2 separate regions of the Lactuca sativa genome follow, and region 1 is linked to region 2. The links are chromatin contacts, called in public Hi-C maps. All regions are on one chromosome and are shown on one strand. The core of a region is the stretch at or near the end of the contact, and the rest is flanking DNA. Distances in the headings are between cores, read along the strand shown. Region 1 holds the start of LOC111882160 (HIPL1 protein). Region 2 holds the start of LOC111882119 (protein MID1-COMPLEMENTING ACTIVITY 1).

Region 1 (2,700 bases), core at 50-2,549, 300 kb before region 2:
TGCTATAGGTATTAAGCCCCTATCATCTTACATTTATTTGCATGATAGTTCTTGTTTGTATTTACTAGGATCAACCCTTGCCTTTGCATTGCTCCTACAAAAAAAATTTGTTTACGTTTCCCCCCACTTGGCTATTAGTTTAATTTGTTTATATTTATTTTTGCTTCATTATAGATTGACGTTTTAAATGTAGGAATATTATCTTATTTTATTGTATTTCATTTTCTTTTTCTTATTGTTCTTTTTCTTTTCTTTTGGAGATCTTCCGTGGAAATATATCATGCATATTCTTATGGGATTGTGCCTATTTCTATGAAATCGGTGGTATTGTTATTAGTATTGTTATTGTTTGTAATTAAGTAACGTAGAAAAAAAAAGTCATGGGTTTCTAAAACTCTTTGAGATGTTGCCAGTTCCTAAAGGAGATTAATTTTGAAGTATTTGTAAGAATTTTGTATCTTATTTTGTATGAATTTTAAATTTTTTGATATTTATTATTATTTTTTTTAAACAGAAGTGCAAAATTACAATTTTTATCATTTAACACTTTCATTCGACAATCTTATCATATAACATGTTTTCGTTTGGAACCTATAAATTATTATATGATACTTTTATTATTCAGTGCAAAATCATTAAGACGTTTGCCAAACAATCATAACTTATTGAACGACTAAATTAGTATATTGATGGCATAAACGCTATAACAAAATTGGAAAAAGCTTACAAAAGCTGGTGATAATTATCAATCAACAAACAAGTAAACCTAAAAAAAATGCCGTATAAAACAAATTTAAAGTTTTAAAAGGGATATTCTTCTCCAACTAAATTACAAGTCAAATGTCTCCCGTGAATTATTACATGGTCATAACTCACTCTTTTTTCTTTATGATCCATGTCGCCTTCAAGCAGTTGAAATATTGTCTGTGTTTCTTCGCACATGGATTTCTTCCTTTATTTTTAAGAAATAATAAATTGCAAGTTGGCTCTAATGTAATACAATTCCAATCCAGGATAAAATTTTCAAGGCTATCCATGAGCGCTGCAATCAATGCTTTTTACACGACATATAAAACAAACCAAGATCCTCCTTTTTTTGTTCTTTCACTCTTGGATTCATGGAAAATATCTCTCAACTATGTTTTCGGAGTAGTGTTTTTACCAAAAAAAGAAAAAAAGAAAAACAATGATTTATTTATTTTTTAAGAAAAAACACGAGAAACAATTACACAACAATATCTGGACCAAGCATATACTTGCTACCATACCAACTACCGGATATATATTTGGATCAAGAAATTAATTACAAAGTCAACTATGAACACTCCCTACATGATTCAATACCTTATGCCATCACAATCCAATCTTTATCTATCTACTTTTTTCATAAATCACAAGTCAAATGGTTCATTAGGGTTCCATGAAGAAGATAAAGTGAGAAGAACTTTGTTTCCACCATGGCTGTTCATCATACGACTATGAACATCTTCATTATCTTCATCTCTGTAACTTTGCTCATCACTCATGCTCTGTCACTTCCTTTGTGTACAGATTCAAGTAATCAACTTCTCAGAAACCCCATTACGTGTTAGCGAACTTCCAGTTTATAATTTTGTTTATGTTTCTAATGATTCTTGTGTATATATAATAGGTGCTCCACTTAAACCGAAGACTCCTCTGGTTTTCTGTAACTACAATGGCAGTTCATGCTGCGATTCTATACAAGATAAGAATATACAGAAGCAGTTTGAATCGATGAATGTATCTCAACCTGCTTGTGCTTCTCTTCTCAAATCCATCCTCTGTTCTGTAAGTTTCTTGGTTATAACGACTTGAAGGTTTGGATTTTAAGCAAGTTTTGGGGTTTATGTATCAAGAAAAACTTGAATGTTTCCATTTTTCAGAGATGCGATCCATTTTCAGCAGAGCTTTTCACCATTAAAACCGTTCCTCGACAAGTTCCTGTGCTCTGCAACTCTACAGTTTCATCAAACTCATCACAAACCAACCAAGCTAATAACAATTTCTGTGAAAAAGTATGGGATACCTGTCAGAATGTATCCGTAAGAAATTCACCATTTTCGCCATTGTTACAAGGTCAAGCTCCAACACCAGCGAATTCAAGCAACAAGCTCACTGACATCTGGCAATCAAGATCGGATTTTTGTAACGTAGTTGGAGGACCTTCACTCGAAGATTCCGTCTGCTTCAATGGGGAAAAAGTCCAACTAAACATAACTACAAACAGCACCAAAGCTCCTCCAACTGGCATGTGTTTGGAGAAAATCGGAAACGGTTCATACCTTGACATGGCGGGTCACACCGACGGGTCGAACCGGGCTTTCTTCTCCAACCAAAAAGGCCAAATTTGGTTAGTCACAGTTCCTGAAATCGGGTCTGGACGTAGGTTGGATCTTGATGAGTCCAATCCGTTTCTTGATTTGACAGATGAGGTTTACTTCGATACACAATTCGGGTTGATGTCGATAGCTTTGCATCCAAATTTCGCTCAAAATGGAAGGTTATTTGCTTCTTTCAACTGTGACAAATCGAAAAATCCAAGTTGCTCCGGAAGGTGTGCCTGTAACTCCGATGTAAAATGCGACCCTTCAAAGCTACCTGCGGATGACGCCGCCGAGCCTTGCCGGTATCAAACCGTTGTGGCAGAATACACCGTTAATGGGACATCATCCTCACGGG
Region 2 (2,700 bases), core at 61-2,560:
TATCAACAAGAGTGATGAGTGGGATAATCTTTAAGTATCGATCAATTTCGTTTTGTGCTTTTCTGAATTGATAAACAATGTTCCATCCCATTGCAAGTAAGTAGAGATAGCTTCGATCTTGACAACTGTTGACTAAAATGTAGGATCTTCTCAATGCATCTTCAAGTTGTTCTAAAGGTTCACGTGTTTCTGGATACCTTTTCAGCTCACTGATTTTGAGTTGTTGAAGAAGATTTCCAATCAACTTCAAATGCGTTGCAAATTGTTTGCAGTTCTTCTTGTGTAAACGAGCTGTGTTAGCAGCTTGGACAATCATCCCTATTAGCTTCACTGCATCTAAACCTGTTAGTTGGGCTACATTTGCGATTTCTCCAAAATGTTCCCATGCTGCAGCCATTCTTCACACTAATTCCCAAAACCCTAAATTTCTTCGCTTGTTATGTTTCTCAGAGAGGTTCAATTATTTCTTTTGTAGAATCTTCAAAGGATCTTCGAGAAATGGAATTGAATTCAAGGATCCTCAATAGTAGAATCTGGTAGAGATTGAAATTAATCAATATTTAAATGCGAAATGATAGAGAAAAGGAAATTAGAGACACGAGATCTTAGAGATTCTCTGTTAGCTTTCGCTTTCTTTATCTGATAAAACGAAGGATTGATTAAAAGAGGAACAAATGGTAAAAATACGAGCAACATATATCGGAAATTTACAGTCTTCAACTAGAACGAAATTGAGAATAAATAAGTAGATCAAATAAAAAAAAACATAATAAATTATAATAATAAAAAAACAGCGCATAATTAGTAAACAGAAAAATTTTCAGATTCACTTGAAGTTGACCTTAATTGCAACAGATGCAATTTGAAAGAACAGTAGGCATGCATATTAGTCTGTATTCACTGACAAAAACACACGCAAGAGTGTGAAACTAAAGAAAATAGAAAAACTGAAATGTTCGATAGATATGGATTTTTACCTTTGGTGTTCAGTCTTTTAGGGTTCATTGAGAAATTTGCTAGCTTTTTTTGCTGGATAAAATAAGTGCAGTTGTTCGGTGAGCATTGATGCAGAAACAATGACTAAGCATTTATTTGCTGGATTGGTTGGTCAGAATACAGACGAATTACGTCGTCGTCTTCTTCTTCCTGATGATAGATTTCAGAGCATTTCTGGAAGAAGTTGAACCTTTTCTTTTTTTCTCTCTCTAAAGCAGTTGGAGTTTGGTTCGGTGTCGTTTGTCTCTGCTCTAGCAATGTGTGTGTGTGTCAGAGAGAGAGAGAGAAAAAGAAAGAAAAGCAAAGTTGTATGATATGGGATTAGATAGTTTTGTCTATTTGACAAAATTGTATTTCATTCCCCTAACGATTTGTTATCTTGCATATGAAAGACCTATCTAATGCAAATGGTTACAATCAACCCTTTATATATCTAAAATTAGGTTTTAGTATTCTTTTTCAATTGTTTTTAAAATATTTGACAAATAGTAAAATAACTTAAGTAAATTATTGATCAAATCAAACAACTCATGTTTTAACCAAATATATAAACTAAAATGAAAATATGTCTAATGCTTTGAATTTAGTTATTGTGTAATATGATATAATGATTTGAGTAAGGTTTTTTTCAAGAAATCTAAATAGTGGCAATATCAGATTGATCCAACAATGTTGTGGGGAAATGTCTTCACATTGGTGAAGATTGATGCAAGATAACAAGGTTTCAACACAACTAACACGAATCATTTTTGGTGCAATTTTATTAGAAATGTAAATGAGGAAGGAGTAGATGCATGTATAGGGAGCATACTCTTCTACCAATAAAGAGTTCAATTATATAGGTTTTATGATTTATAAGGAAGGAGATATAGATCGAGGCAAAAGTCACCCATCGAATAAAGAGGGATCAGTTAAAGTGGAGAAAAATATATAAATTTTTTCAAAGTAAGAATGTTTTATTTTTCAAATGTGATTATTTTAAATCTAATGAATCTAAATAATATAAAAATCAAACTACTAGTCATATAAATTTGATTATTGGGATGTAATTCACAATAATTACAATAGGTGCACATATAGACACTCATTTTTGCTGTAGATAGAGTTCATAAAAGATAATAGCTCATTATATAACTTTCTTCTAAGATTAACTATGAATGAGAAGAAACAAAGTTTGCTAAAACTAAATGCCTTTTTTGCGCTTTTATATATATATATATATATATATATATATATATATATATATATATATATATATATATATATATATATATATATATATATATATATATATATATCATTTTTGAATACATCCACTTTTAATTACACATACATTTGTGCAATCATACTTCTTATGGTCTATTAGCTCAGGGTATTAGCTCGAGAGGATTGGGTTGTGTGTCGACTGGATCTACCAGCCGAACTTAGTCATATTCACAGCACCTTTCATGTCTCCTAGTGTGACAACCCAAAGTTTATTCTGTTACATTACCCCGTTACCGTTAACGGAATATTCCATTTTATAAAAGTTCCGTTAATTAGAGGTCGCCAAATAAATAAACGTTTTATTTATTTATATTTTTTGTCGTTAACGACAGTGGTGATCTTGTCATAGAAGTACACTATATTCTAAGTACTGAAAAGCACTACCCTTCTGAGAGCTTAGGACCATCTGAGAATCCTCGCGGAGATTTGGTCCAACCC

The links. A called contact is a pair of places that touch in the nucleus more often than the background predicts.
Region 1: a Hi-C map of leaf shows a contact between it and region 2, with 4 times the contacts expected there. The contact joins the promoter of LOC111882160 here to the promoter of LOC111882119 in region 2. A contact is called at or near these places in 3 of 4 Hi-C or Micro-C datasets (leaf and seed).

The regions. Positions count from the first base shown.
Region 1 is chr4:192,146,242-192,148,941 of Lsat_Salinas_v11, reverse strand. LOC111882160 (HIPL1 protein) reads left to right here and starts at 1,299. Exons shown (of 7, transcript XM_023878517.3): 1 at 1,299-1,557; 2 at 1,652-1,809; 3 at 1,905-2,700. The coding sequence starts at 1,458.
Region 2 is chr4:191,847,613-191,850,312 of Lsat_Salinas_v11, reverse strand. It overlaps LOC111882119 (protein MID1-COMPLEMENTING ACTIVITY 1), which reads right to left and starts at 1,310. Exons shown (of 8, transcript XM_023878485.2): 1 at 978-1,310; 2 at 1-533. The coding sequence starts at 397.